Linked DNA regions of Mus musculus: regions 2 and 3 are each linked to region 1. Evidence: chromatin contacts called from public HiChIP or PLAC-seq and promoter capture Hi-C data. All regions are on one chromosome and are shown on one strand. Each heading gives the region's core, a stretch centred on a gene start, on an enhancer-like site or on the middle of the called end of the contact. The rest is flanking DNA. Distances are from core to core; before and after follow the strand shown. Region 1 holds the start of Nutf2 (nuclear transport factor 2). Region 2 overlaps Ctcf (CCCTC-binding factor). Region 3 overlaps Dus2 (dihydrouridine synthase 2).

Evidence for each region. Promoter capture Hi-C pulls out the DNA fragments that hold promoters and counts their contacts. HiChIP or PLAC-seq counts read pairs in DNA pulled down with a chosen protein or histone mark.
Region 2: a promoter capture Hi-C map of the HPC-7 cell line shows a contact between it and region 1. The contact joins the enhancer-like site here to the promoter of Nutf2 in region 1. A contact is called at or near these places in 9 of 39 promoter capture datasets (the C10 cell line, the HPC-7 cell line, cranial neural crest and 6 more), 9 of 115 datasets of contacts at active chromatin or transcription factors (the 230-238 cell line, the SCID.adh cell line, bone marrow-derived macrophages and 5 more) and 2 of 9 other capture datasets (adipose tissue and liver).
Region 3: a contact with region 1 is called in an H3K4me3 HiChIP or PLAC-seq map of bone marrow-derived macrophages, with 2.5 times the contacts expected there. The contact joins the enhancer-like site here to the promoter of Nutf2 in region 1. A contact is called at or near these places in 6 of 39 promoter capture datasets (cranial neural crest, embryonic stem cells, liver and 3 more), 1 of 15 datasets of contacts at CTCF or cohesin (embryonic stem cells), 3 of 484 Hi-C or Micro-C datasets (cerebral cortex, erythroid progenitors and stem cell-derived neural stem cells), 15 of 115 datasets of contacts at active chromatin or transcription factors (the SCID.adh cell line, bone marrow-derived macrophages, cardiomyocytes and 7 more) and 4 of 9 other capture datasets (adipose tissue, liver, macrophages and 1 more).

The regions. Positions count from the first base shown.
Region 1 is chr8:105,857,786-105,862,572 of GRCm38.p6, forward strand. Nutf2 (nuclear transport factor 2) reads left to right here and starts at 2,748. Exons shown (of 5, transcript NM_026532.4): 1 at 2,748-2,920.
Region 2 is chr8:105,648,830-105,653,616 of GRCm38.p6, forward strand. All of the region lies in intron 2 of Ctcf (CCCTC-binding factor), which reads left to right. Among named protein-coding and RNA genes, the nearest start is that of Gm5914, 14 kb to the left of the region's middle. Within about 2 kb of position 2,517, at least 11 of the 459 cell types and tissues checked have an H3K27ac peak or open chromatin away from gene starts, as enhancers often do. A contact at or near this core is called in the HPC-7 cell line and bone marrow-derived macrophages, where this site is marked.
Region 3 is chr8:106,037,683-106,042,469 of GRCm38.p6, forward strand. Dus2 (dihydrouridine synthase 2) reads left to right here. Exons shown (of 16, transcript NM_025518.4): 8 at 4,142-4,207; 9 at 4,344-4,414. Among named protein-coding and RNA genes, the nearest start is that of Nfatc3, 20 kb to the right of the region's middle. Within about 2 kb of position 2,144, at least 18 of the 459 cell types and tissues checked have an H3K27ac peak or open chromatin away from gene starts, as enhancers often do. A contact at or near this core is called in bone marrow-derived macrophages, where this site is marked.

The DNA of each region.
Region 1 (4,787 bases), core at 1,498-3,997:
TCCCGAGTGCTGGGATTAAAGGCGTGTGCCACCATGCCCAGAGTTCATCTAGATTCTTGATAGTTTTTTTTCCTTTAGGAGTGGTGGGGAAGGGTTGAAACAGGGTCTCTCTCTGTAGCCCTGGGTAGTCTGGAACTCACTTGGTAGGCCAGGCTGGCCTCAAACTCAGAGATGTACCTGTCTCTGACTGAGATTAAAAGTGTGCACCACCATGCTGGGCTTAATTTCGTTCTTGAATTCTCATCTACAGTTGAAGTTTGTTTACTATCTCACCTCTTGGGACGTGTAGTGTCTGGAACACATGTGGATGTAATTAACAAACCAGTGAAGTCCAGAGCTAGAAGCAGCCTCGGCTCTTTCAGGCACCAGCGACTTGTTACAGATACATTCATTCCCGTATACCTTCATTGTGAAAGAGGTAGGTGAGCAGAGGGCATTAAGGAATTGGTTTGTAATCCCTACACTGGTTTGGCTGCCTCAGTTTTTAGATTGGACATTGGACAGGTAAGATGGCATTTTTATCTGTAGTTGTAAGTAATTCAGCTCAAAGCTAATGGGGAGACCTGAGTGACTTTTTTTGTTTTTTCGAGACAGGGTTTCTCTGTATAGCCCTGGCTGTTCTGGAATTCACTTTGTAGACCAGGCTGGCCTCAAACTCAGAAATCCAACTGCCTCTGCCTCCCAAGTGCTGGGATTAAAGGTATGTGCCACCCACGCCCAGCAGGATGTACTCTTTAACTATTGATTCATCTTTGTAGCTCTGTAGATGCCTTTTAACATTACCTGTTTCTGTGACTGTTGGGACATGCGTGTACTCTACCTCCTTAGGCTCTGGCTCTGTTAAACTTGACTATGACTGTAAGCTGGAGTGAACCCAAGACACCAGGGTCTACTTCCCTTTTTGTCCTTTGGCTCTGAGTTGGGAAATGGGTCTTGAGAAAGCTGCAGTATTAGCCAAGCATGGTCGAGCACGCCTTTAATCCCAGCACTCAGGAGGCAGAGGCAGACGGATTTCTGAGGCCAACCTGGTCTACAGAGTGAGCTCCAGGATAGCCAGGGCTACACAGAGAAACCCTGTCTAGAAAAAAACCAAACCAACCAACCAAATAAACAAACAAAAAGAAAGCTGCTGTATGTGCTGTATAGGTGCCCAGTTTAGGAAGAAGCTACATCGGCCTCTTAGGGTTAGCTCTGGCTTGTGATCAGGTGGTGAAAACACAGCAGTGTATTTTCAGGCTACCAACCAATACCCTTCCCTTAGAATGGGGGCTTCTCTCTCCAGCCTGTCCTTGAGTTCCTGGTCTTCCAAAGAACAGATGCTGTCACCTTGGTTCTTTTGAACCCATTAGCAACATTCCTTGGATCCTTCATCCTGTCTCATGATTTGCTTGTGTTTTGTTTTCTTGGTGGGGTCAGGCTCCTGATGTGTCGCCAACAGGGTAACATGGAGTTCTTAGTGACCAAGCAAAGTGGTCTGGATAGACAGAGGATTTTTTTTCTCTTTTTTTTTTTTTTTTGGTTTGTTTTGTTTTTCGAGACAGGGTTTCTCTGTCTCCTGGAAGTCCTGGAGCTCACTCTTTAGACCAGGCTGGCCTTGAACTCAGAAATCTGCTGTCTCTGCCTCCCAAGTGCAGAGATTAAAGGCACGTGCCACCACTGCCCAGTTTAGACAGGGGCTTTAATCAAGAAGCTTAGCCTGGTTTTATCAGTCATCTCCAGGAGGTGGGGTGAGGCTAAGAGGGCAAAACAGAAGTATTAAAGAGTCTTCTGACTAGGAAGATAGGGGTGTTTGCAGCCATTTTCCTTTTCTGTGGTTCTGTGGGTTGGTAGCAGAGCCATTTGCCCAGCACAGGCGGGACGGAGAGGCGTTACTTCAAATATTTGTGTCACCCAGGAAACTGAAAAGGATATTGAAAGTAAAGGGGAAGGGGTGGGAAGATTATTTACAGTCTGGCCATTTAGGAAAATTACGTTTCGCCAGTTATCTTTCAATAAAAATTAAAGTTGGAAGGTGAGCTGGCTCCGTGGGTCGCTAAACCTGAGAGAATCTGATTTCAAGGCCCCCATGGTGGAAGAACTGACTCCAGAAAGCTGCTTCTCTCCTCCACACCCATGTCGTGGCTCATCCCTCCTCAACACAAATAAACAAACAAAAATAGTTGCCCTGTCTGCTCCAACAAAACAAGTAAACCTGGAAATCAAAAAAAGAAAACCCTCACGATTCTGTTTTTAAAAATACCTCTCTGTACACGTGAGGTTAACCTCTCCAACTATGGGCCCACCTTAGATGAGTGTTTAGAGTTTCAATAAAAACCTAGTTACCTTCCAACCAACTTTGGGATAAGTGGCTTCCTCTGAGACACAGCTAACTCATTGAACAAGAGAGGAGTGGGTTTCGCCCCCGTGGGTTGATGCTAGAGGAGCAGAGCTGGTAGCCAGGGCGCCTAAAGGGAGTAGGCTTTGGACTAGGGGCCTAGGGAGGGGCTGCTGGGACAAGCCAGCCAGCTCCAAGCTAAACCAGGCTCCCATGGAGGCGGGGTCAGGCTCCATAGGCCACATACACTTAGGCGGGGCCAAGCCAGCTGGGACCCAGCTACAACCGAGACCTGATCCTTGCCTGGCGCCAACTCCGTGTTCCAGAGGCTTCCGCTAGACCACAATTCTCAGGGGCTCACCCGGACCGCCTCCCTCCCTAACTTAGCCTCTCCTCCCGCGCTGCGAGCCGTGGCTGCGCCTCTGCGAATGGCATTCTGGGAAATGTAGTTCTAGCTAAGCTCACTAAGGCGTATAAGGAGCATACTGGGACTACGTTTCCCTGAGTGCAGCGGGACGGGCGAGGGAAGGCAAGGGGGAAGGGACAGTCGGTCGCAGACCGCGCTGGGTTGCCGCCGCCGCTGCCGCCATCGTGCCAGCCCCACGGGTGAGTGTTGGGGCCAGCGCTCCGGGGCGGGGGCTGGGCCGCAGGAGCCGCGCTCTAGGCCGCCGGGAGCTTCTGCTTCGAGGCCCTGGGAGGCCCCTCCCCTCTTCACACCCCCACGGCGGCCCGAAGAGGCACGGGGCCCGCACCATGTGTCGCGCGCGGCTCCGCCTACCGCGGATTGTCTGCGGCCGCGGCCCGGGGAATGCTGAGAGCCTGATGGACGGCTGTCCGGGCCACCCTGTGTCTTGGCTGATGGCCAGATCTTTTTCTTTTGTCCGGACGATCAGGATAGCTCTCAGGGCCCGGCCCTGTGTGGCCTTGCCTGGCTTGCTCGAATCCTGCAACCTCTGCAGGCAGGTTGGCGGGCCGATCCCAGACCCACGTCCCACCACCCGCCGGCGAAGATCCGGGGATGGGCAACGCCACCCAGCTCGCTCCAGAGCCAGCATGGGTAAGGGTGGCCCTCCTGCCGCTGCTGGGGCTTGGGACCATTGCCCGGTTCCAAACCATAGCCCGGCTAGGATGTAGGTGAACGCTTCTCTGCTTGATTGCCTGCTGGGAGTGCACGAAACTTAACCTCTACCTCGGTAGAACCGGTGCTGCAGTGTCCAGCATGGAGGACAAGGGCAGGGATTCTGGGGTGGGAGGGGATGCCTCGTGGGACTTTACCTCTAGCTAGTCCTGGAAAATAAGGACCTAGTATCTTTGGAGAGGCAGCTCCAATCTTATCCATGACTAGACTCCAGCTCTGGGGTGGGTTGTGTGAGCCTCCAGTGTTTTTGTTAGATTTCTCAGTCAGGGCCCAATTCTAAAGTACGTTAGAACCTCCTAGAGTTAGCAGGAAGATGACTCCTTACTGAAGTGATGAGGTCGGATTTAATTCATGAAGAAATGGACTCCATGCTTGAGGTTTTTGAGCCCAGAGAAGGTGGAAGGGGCCTTGTGCCTATGGCACTGGCTTAGACTGTTTTTGCCTTTTGAAGTTGTTTTGTAGATCTAGAACTAGAAGTCACGATGTCTGCTTTCTCTTCACGTGTGCTAGGGCTGCCTGTGAACAGTCAAGAAGCTGGATGGGTCTAGAGAAAGTACCTTAGCAATGGCACCTCAGGTCATCCATCACCTTGAATTCCTGGAGATGTAGTGTATTTGACTAGTTACTAGTAGGCAGGCTTTGAGAATGCACTTCTGTTTTGAGTGATGATTAGGAACTAGTGGAGAAAAGCTCCCAGGACTTGGCAGAAAGCATCTCTTGTCAGGTTGAATTCTCTGGTCTGTTGCTGGCTTCTGTGTCACAGTTCTTAAAAGGCCTAAGAGGTCCCAGAGACCTGGGCAAGCAGAGTGCCCAGTCTCTTAGGATGACTGACTTAGGGCCAGAAAGCTGAAAGCCACTATCTTTAGCGCCCCCTGCTCCCTGAATATTTCCTCAGTACTGTTGCTCTGGCTTTCACTTGATTTTTTTTTTCCCCCTCCAGTACAGTTCTCTGTCCAGTCATTCTCCCTAGTCAAAGGCCACAAGCAAATTGCTCAGCTCTCACCAGGGCCTACCTTCTATGGACTGACTCAGCTTCTTAATCTCTATTATAGCTGTTAAGCACATGGAAGTAAGGCTTAGCCAATAGGCTCTGGAGAGACTCCCTGGTGTGCTAAGCTAAGCAGTTGGGAAGGACTATCCACAGAACATAAAAGGTCAAAGAAGTAGGAGCCACTTGGAACTAAAAGCAGCTATTTCCACACTTTTTTTGGAGACAGGGATGTAACTCAGTTGATAGATTTCTTGTTTGATCACTAGCACTGAATAAACTGGGTATGGTGGTACAAGCTTGCAGTCCAGTTTACTTACCTACCATCATAGAGGTAGGAACATGAG
Region 2 (4,787 bases), core at 1,267-3,766, 210 kb before region 1:
GTCCGACTTCTTTTAACTTGCTAAGGAGCTACTAATTGTTTTTAAAGCATCAGGTATCTTTTTTGATTAAGTGATTGGGGGGTTAGGTTAGTATGTGCTCATGAGTGTACGTACATTTGGAGGTCAGAACTGTTGGACCTGGATTCCTCTGGAGCTAGAGTTAAAGGATGTTGTATGCACTGCTTTGAGTGCTGAGAATTAAACTTGGGTCCTCTGCAAAAGCAGTCCAAGCTCTTAACCACTCAGCCATCTCTCATAACACCTCTTGCAGTTTCTTGAGACAGAGTCTAACATAGTCTAGTCTGGCATCAAAATCACTGTGTGACCAGATTGGCTCCCTCCCAAGACAAGAGTTTGTGGTCTTGGTTGTTCAAGAACTTGATTTGTAGGCCAGGCTAGCCTTGAACTCATTCTTTTCTTTCCCCTGCCTCCTGAGTGCTGAGATTAAAGGCTTGTGCTAGCCCCCCCCCCCTTTTTTTTTTTTTTTTTTTAAACACATCTATCTATTTATCTGCAAGCTGGCATGATATCACACACTTAGAATTCTTTTTTTTTTAAAACAGTAAGCTATCTCCTTTTTTTTTTTTTTTAGGATTTATTTATTTTTATTATATGTAAATACACTGTAGCTGTCTTCAGACACTCCAGAAGAGGGAGTCAGATCTCATTATGGATGGTTGTGAGCCATCATGTGGTTGCTGGGATTTGAACTTCGGACCTTTGGAAGAGCAGTCAGGTGCTCTTACCCACTGAGCCATCTCACCAGCCCACACACTTAGAATTCTAACCCAGGTAGCGTTCTTTTTTTTTTTTTTTTTTTTTTTTTAAATAAAAAAAATACATGTAATTTTAAGCTTGTGTGATAGCACACACTTGTAATCTTAACACTCTTTGGAGGCTGAGGTAGAAGATTCACAAGCAGCTTGGCCATAATGAAATATCTCTTTAAAAAAAAGAAAGGAGGGAAGAAAAAGCAAAAGAAAGAAGAGAAAAATTGCCAGGTGTAGAGGCAAAAGACCAGCCTGGTATACAGATGGAGTTCCAGGACAGCCAAGGTGACGACACAGAGCACTTAAAGTCTTTTTTAGAAAAATACCTGGAAGCTGGGATAGGCAGAGGCAGGTGGATCTCTGAATTTGAGGTCAGCCTGGTGTACAGGGTGAGTTTTAGGACAGCCAAAGATACACAGAGAGATGCTGTCTTGAAAAACAAAACAAAAGATCTGCAAAGTAAATTGAGTTACACGAGCTGCTCAGAGGCAAGAGGCAGGAAAGACTTAAAAGTTTCAAGACTAGCCTGATTTACGTAGTAAGTTGCAAATCAAAGTATCTGCCTCGTTTTCTGCCTTATGTTGATATCTCATGGTTCATATTGACCTTTGTTCAGTGACCTTCATGTTAGACTTTCATAATTGTTGCTTTAAAAAAAATTTTTTTTTTTTTTTTTTTTTTTTTTTTTTGGTTTTTCGAGACAGGGTTTCTCTGTATAGCCCTGGCTGTCCTGGAACTCACTTTGTAGACCAGGCTAGCCTCGAACTCAGAAATCTGCCTGCCTCTGCCTCCCGAGTGCTGGGACTAAAGGTGTGCGCCACGCCTGGCTCAAAAAAAAATTTGTTTTAAGCCAGTAAAAACTTGGTGCTACTGTTCCCTCCTTTTATTACTTTCCTGTTTTCTTTCCTTGGTTTCTTGTAGCCTCAGGCTGGCCTTGAGCTCCAGTCTTTCTGCCTCTATCTTCTGAGTGCTGAGGTTGGAGGCACTTTGCATGGTTTATATGGTTCTGAGATTCAAACCCAGTGTTTAGTATCTATCAAACCAAGTCCTCTCTACTGATTGAACTACTTGAGGGCTCCTTTGTCTTCTTGAGACAGGGTCTTAAGTGGGCAGCTCCAGTTGGCTTGATATATATAGGATATCCCCAGCTGAGGCTACCTACTTTTATTTTTTTCAGAGCTGAGGACCAATCCCAGGGCCTTGCACTTGCTAGGCAAGCACTCTACCACTGAGCTAGATCCCAATTGACTTTTGTTTGTTTGCATAGTGTATATATTATGCCTGGCTTGCTACCATAGGTTTATAATCTGAGCTACTTGAGAGGCTAAGGCAGGATCATAAGTTGGTCAGTCAACTGGAGTCTGTTTTACAAACAAAGTCACAACTTTTTGTTTAACATTCTATCTGTTTTCTGTAACAAATAATTAAGACTGTCTTGTTAATCATTCTCTCCATGCTAGGCAGGCACTTTGTCACTGGGCACCTTATATTCCCAGTTCATGAAGGACTTTTGTTGTTATTGTTGTTTACAGTGTAAATTTATAATAAGAATGAATTTCTCATATAAGCTGTGAAGCAGACGTTACAATATATGGTACATATAGGACTTTTGAGCTAGGGTTTCATACAGCTTAGATTGGCTTCCAGCTTTGTGGCCAGTGATGGCCCTGGCTCCAGATCCTGCTGCCCTTGTCTCCTGAGTGCTCGCCCCACCACCTCACAGGCCTTACTTCCTGTTGTGAGGCGAGCACTCACATATCCCTGGCTGCTCTGGAACACTATGTAGATCAGGATGACCTCAGCATTCTCAGCAGTCCTCTCTTTCTGCCTTTCATGTGCAGTTACAGGCATGTACCATGAAACCCAGGTTTTTGCTCTCCTCAGCATCTCTATGTATATTGATCGTGTGCCTCTTGTCGCCTGAGTGCTGGGATTAAAGGAATATGCCACTATATCTAGCCAAACCCAGTTTTATCTTATCAGTAACAGATTGTTGAAAATATAACTTTTCTCCCAATGACTAAATGCTGCAGTGATGAATATGAAGTATTTGTTTTGATAGTTTCCTAGGAACAATTGAATACATTTAACTACATTATCTTACATGCTACACTACTAAGATTTATGTAGTCAAAAATTAATACCTGGGCATGTGATTGCAAATTTGATGGTGCTGGTTTGATTTGCTGGGTGGCCAGCTTTTTTACATAGGTTCTGTGAATTAGACTCTGGGTCCTCACATGTGTGACCAATGTTTTACTTAGCTATTTCCCTACCTGTTTTACTTGTTATTTTGTTTTTGCAATACTAGAGACCAAACCCGGGACATCAAAAGTACTTGGCTCCCAACTCTACCTCCCAATTTGATTTCTTACAAAACTAAAACATATGTATATTCTGATAAGTATGTATACCTGAGTATATGTATATACGTGTGCCACAAATGTGCAGCAGTCATGTTTCTTTAAAGAATTCTTTTTTTCTCTCTTTTTCAAGACAGGGCTTCTCTGTGTAGCCTTGGCTGTCCTGGAACTCACTTTGTAGACCAAGCTGGTCTCTATCGAAATCAGAGATCCGCCTGCCTCTGCCTCCCAAGAGCTGGGATTAAAGGCGTGCACCACCACGCCTGGCTCTTTAAAGAAGTCTTAATCTCCCCTTTGGTATTTAATCAGTCACCAATTCTTATAGAAACTTAGGAATTTATCCAAAAAGACATTTTCAGGGGGGACTTTTAAGATTTTTTATTAGAATTTTAGGCAATTAAGGCATGCACAAACAGAGGGTAGTGATGCCCATATTTGTTCTTAGTATTTGGGAGGCAGAGGCAGGGTCTACAAAACAAGTTTCAGGACAGCCAGGGTTACACAGAGAAAACTTGTCTCAAAACAAACAAACAAAAAAGGCATGTTAGTGCTACAGTTCACCTAAATGCCTAAAACGCTCTTTGTCATCTTGGATGGTGGCCTTTAAGGTCCCAGAAGCCTGCCGCCATACAGTAGTTCTCTTATCTTTAAAGAAATCTGTGGAGTAGGTACCATTATTTTTTTACAGAAAGAGAAACTGAGGCAAAGAAGATAATATACTGTAGATCTCCTTGCTTATTGGTAGAAAAAACAAGAATTGGAATTCTGGTGTGTGTTTTGTTATTCTTGGTTTGTGTGTTTGTGCACTCATGAGCACATTTACAGTGGCATGGGTATGTTAGCAGATAACTTGCAGGTATTGGTTGTCTCTACCTAGGGAATCCAGAGTGTTGGATTCAGGTTGTCATGTCTGCCGACTAAAGCAAAGCCATCTCACTAGCACCAAGGTTTTGGTTCTTAATGACTAATTCTGTTTATTCTTACCCTTGGGGGGAACTACCTACTGCTCAGCAATCAAGAATACTGAACTGACAGGACAAGGTGGCACACAAAGTCCCAGCGCTGGGGAGGGGATTCACTTGACCAGTGGATCTGAGTTCGAGGCCAGCCTGATCTACAGAGTGAGTTCCAGGATAGCCAGGGATACAGAGGAAAACAAAACCAAAAATGAGTACTTAACTGCTCTTGCAGAGGACCTAGCTTCAGTTCCTAGCACCTACTAGGTGGAACATAACTGTCTGTAAATACTGTGTCAGGGAATCTGATGCTCTCTTCTGATTTCCTATGGCTCCTGAGTGCAAGACACACACACACACACAAAATATTAAAATAAAAAAATACACTACAATATTTTTCTAATATTAGTGGTTAACAAATCTGATCCCTTTACTCTTTTGTTTTTTGTTTTGTTTTTAGAGACAGTATTTCTCTATGAATCCCTGGCTGTCCTGGAACTTGCTCTGCAGAGCAGACAAGCCTCTAATTCAGAGATTCACCTGCCTCTGCCTCCCAAGTGTGCAAAGGAGCATGCACTGTCTTTATCAGGAGTTTCCATGACCACCTATTAATGGAACCTTTGTCAAAGGTACTTGGAAATTTTGTGTCAGTTTTGAACATGTGCAGCACTCAGCTAATCATGGCACTTAACTATCCC
Region 3 (4,787 bases), core at 894-3,393, 180 kb after region 1:
AGCAGAGAGATCACATCTTTGACTACAAACCTGCATCAGAGAGAGTAAACTGGAAGTGTTGTAAGGCTTTTAACTTTCAAAGCCTGTCTCCCCGGGATATACTTTGTACAGCAGGACTGTTTCTCCCCATAACTTCTTCAAACAGCACCACCAACTGGGGAACAAGTATCCAAACACCCAAACATGTTTAGGGGACATTTCTTATTTTAAAATACCTCATACCACCAGACCACTGTTACCTTTTTAATTGGGAAAAAAAAATACTAAGCTAAAAAAACCAAACTAGGGGCTGGGGAGATGGCTCGGTGGTTAAGAGCACTGGTTGCTCTTTCAGAGGCTCTGAGTTCAATTCCCAGCAATTACATGGTGGTTCACAACCATCTGTAATGTGATCTGATGCCCTTTTCCGACATGCAGGTGTATATGAAGACAGAGCCCTCATATAAACAAACAAACAAACAAACAAACAAATAAATAAATGAAAAAAAAAGCCTAAATAGACAGGTTAAAAACAAGAACCTAAAAATGATTTTAACAGACGAAAGTAGAATAGTTTATTGAAACTGAATTGGATGATGTGGTACATGTACATTTGAAATCCCAGCAGTTGGGAGGAGGAGGCAGGCGTGTTAGGGATTCAATGTCAGGTTGGACTAAGACCTTGTCTCAAAAGATCAAAGCCAAACAAAGCACAGAGAGGAAAGAGGAAATTGCTTAAGACCCTTTTTCAAATGTGTGGCAGACAAAGCCAACTTCAGAAGCTATGGCTTTGTGACTCCTAGCCGCAGCATTAGTGTTCCTTCTCTGTGATACCTGATGCTACAGGAGGCTATGGTAGTTCTTGAGATCCTAGCCACAGTTCAGTAACAGCCTAGGCTTTAGAGCCTGCAGTCAGAGGCCCTGTGTAGAACGGAGGGGACAACTGTGGATCTCAGAATGGTTTCCACACTCCATGCCTAGCTGGAGTGAGAGTTTTTCTGATGGATCCTCATGGGCCTGGCAGTGTCCCCCTTCCTTAAAGTACTAAGTGATGTCTCACAAGAGGCTCCAGTTCACGTGTACACACAGGCGGTTTCCCTCTCTTCCATCACCTGACTAAGTAGGCCAGTGATGTTGCCCCTGCCCCACGTAAAGAACACATTTGGTAAGAGGCAGCAGGAATGCACGCCGTCTCAGAAGCTTGCTTCATTCTGCTACGGTCACGTGTGCCAGCTTGGCCTAGTGAGTGCTCTTTACTTCATGAAAGAGAGGCTTCAGGCTTCCACCAAGTTAGATGTGACTTAGGCATGTCGGGCAGGGTTCATTTCACGTCCACACTGTACTGGCAAGCTGGGAACTGGCTGAGAGCTTTGTGGGTACTCTGAAAGTTTTCTCAAGATAAGGTTGCTCACGTGGGGTCAGGAAAAAACTATGGAAATACATAGTGATAGTGGCTTAACTATACTGTGAAGGTAACTGGATTACTTACACTTAAAAGTGTTTCACAGGACTTTAATCCCAAATGTAGGGAGTAGGGCAGAAGCAGGTGGATCCCTGAGTTCGAGGCCGGCCTGGTCTACAGAGCGAGTTCCAGGACAGCCAGCGCTACACAGAGAAACCCTGTCTTGAAATAAACTGAAGAAAAAAAAAAGGTAGCAGATACTTATAATGTTAATCAGTACTGAAGAGGCTGAAGCAGGAGGGTTTTGAGTTTGAGGCATCCTGCACTGTGTAACAGAGTCCAAGACAGTCTGGGGTACACAGTGAAACCCATCTCTAGAACCAAGAAGTTAAGGGTGGGACAGAGCTAATAATGGCAAATTTCCTTCCTTCCTTCCTTCCTTCCTTCCTTCCTTCCTTCCTTCTTTCCTTTTTTTTTTTTTTGAGAGAGAGAGAGAGAGAGAAAGAGAGAGAGAGAGAGAGAGAGAATCTTATGTATTTTAGGCTAGCCAGTAGATCTGGTGAGACAAGCCTGCTCATGGTTGGATATTCTGTTCCTCACTAGATGTGAATTTCATCCCTAGTCCTAGTCCTTCCCCTCCTCTGGCAGGGACATGTGACATGATTTAGCTCTGGGTGGTGGCGTGTCCACACTGCTAAGACAGCCTCAGGTTGCCTGTTCTTCCCTCATGTGGTCCTAGCAAGTGACCGGGTCTTTCACTTCCCTAATCTCCTTCCTGGTTGTGAATGTGAATGTGAACAGGAATGCCTAGAAAGTACCTAGAGCTACTTAGAATGAATCAAAAGGGAGCCCTCTAAGGCTGAGAACTGTATCAAACCACTTGGTATTTTCGTCATTGCATTTCAAAGGTTCAAAGTTAGCACTCGCCAGGGAACCTTCTAGATATGTTGCTGTGAACCAGAGTTATTAAACTAATGTGGAATTGATTGATTGATTGATTGATTGATTGATTGATGTGTTTTGCGATAAGGTCTCACGTACTCTGGGCTCCTTATGATTCAAGAATGACCTTGGACTCCTGCTCCTCCTGCCTTTACCTCCCAAGTGCTGAGGCATGTGCCAGCATGCCTAGCTGGAGTGAGAGTTTTTCTGATGGATCCTCATGGGCCTGGCAGTGTCCCCCTTCCTTAAAGTACAAATTTAAGGCTTGCCAGGATGACTCTGGGCAATCAGGTCTAGTCTGCTGTGTGAGGCAGCACCTGGAGAGTGTTCCTGCCCGCCTGGCCAGCAGGGAGGGTCTTGGTGGTGAACTGTTGGCCTTTCAACAGTTTCATATCCTTAGCTCTCAGATAAGGCCTGTTTTACTGTAACCGGCTCTCCGCTGCCCTCATCTGTCTAGAATTCAGGTAAATGCAAGTCCTCCTGCCTGCCTGGTAGCTGTTGCCTAGGAGGCACCTTTTGCAGGGTAGGAGTCCAGTGTTTGAGATCACCTTCCTCACACTCGTGCCTGACCTGAGATTTTTGATGTAGGAAGAAGATAGCAATGCCATAGACATTCAGGCCGGGTTGTCTCTCTCTTGGTCTCTGATTCTCACGTTGCCATGTCATGCTGCCTCCTTGACTATTTTCCCGTGTTAACGTCTTGATCTTTCTTTGCAACCTTTCCTAATTGTTATATAAGAAGCATTTAAAAACATGTTAAAAGTGTCATATTTTCCTTTTCCAGTTTATATATTTGTTTGTTTGTTTGTTTGTTTTTTGGTTTTTCGAGACAGGGTTTCTCTGTACAGCCCTGGCTGTCTTGGAACTCACTTTGTAGACCAGGTTGGCCTCGAACTCAGAAATCCTCCTGCCTCTGCCTCCTGAGTGCTGGGATTAAAGGCATGCGCCACCACGCCCGGCTTCCAGTTTATATATTTGTATATATGACTTTTCAAAATAGGAGGATTCATGAGGACAGAGCCTAGGCTCCTAAAGACCTTCCTTTCCCATTCTGGTTCTTGGGCTGCCACCCAGGGACTATTCCTTTTACTCAGAAAGGAAGCTGCCAGTTGCTGGGCAGTGGTGGCACATGCCTTTGACCCCAGAGAGAGATGAATCTTAGAATTCAAGGCTAGACTGGTCTACAGAGTGAGTTCTAGGACAGTCAGGGCTACACGGAGAAACCCTATCTTTAAAAAAAAAGAAAGAAAGAAAGAAAGAAAGAAAGAAAGAAAGAAAGAAAGAAAGAAAAGAAAAGAAGAGAAAAGGAAAAAAAAGAGAGCTGTTAGTCATGTGTTCATAAACAGGACTAGGCCCCAGGATTATGTTGAGTGTATTAGGCAATGATTTTGAAAATACAGGTTTCTAAGCTCTGTCCCTAGAGAACCATTCAGGAACTAATGTGATGGCTCTAAGAGTCTGTTATTTAAGCTTTCCAGGTAATTCTGATGTTTTTCCTGGCAAAGAATCACTGTGTTCCACACAGAACTGCATGCAGGCTCATTCACTCACTCACTCACACTCACACACACACACACACACACACACACACACCAGGCAAGGACTTGCTAGTGTTGAAATTTTAGCCCCCCAGAACAGAGGTTGACTCCTTGTCTCGTGGAAATTACATGTAAATCATAAGACAGGTAATAGCAAGTGCTGTTCCTCTCCGGTGTGCATGGGTCTTGTAGGTGTACACAGGTCTTGTGTAGGTGTGTTAACTATTGCGGGCAGTGTGGTTTGCTCCAGACAGATGTTCCTGTCTGCTCTTCTTTGCAGATCCTCAGCACTCTTGTTAAAGGGACACACAGACCTGTGACCTGTAAAATCCGAATCCTGCCCTCGGTAAGACTGTGACATTTGAAGGTCTGTACGTTAGGCTGTATGGGGTCCGGTGGTGGAACTGAGCCGACTTTAGGAGTCAGCAGCTCTTTCCTTGGGTCCTTAATGACCACCTTGTGCTGGCATCTTTCTCACCCAGCTGGAAGATACCCTGAACTTGGTGAAGCGGATAGAGAGGACTGGCATTTCAGCCATTGCAGTTCATGGGAGGTGAGTGACTGACTGGCAGGGAGATTCCTCACCATCACTCAACAGACCCTTCGAGACCAACAGCTTCTCTGTGTATTTAGCCTAGGTCTCTGATAGCCTGTGAATCCAGAGAACATTTAAATTCTGCATGGGTTTGCATTTGTTCATTCATTGAGAACTTTCTGATGCTAGCTAGACACAAACTTCAGGCATTGCAAACACAAGAGAGGGGGCTAGAGCAATGGCTCAGTGGTTAAGAGCACTGACTGCTCTTCCAGAGGTCCTGAGTTCAGTTTCCAGCAACCGAAACCACGTGGTGGCTCACAACCATCTGTAATGGGATCTGGCACCCTCTTTTGGTGTGTCTGAAGACAGCTACAGTGTTCTTACATAT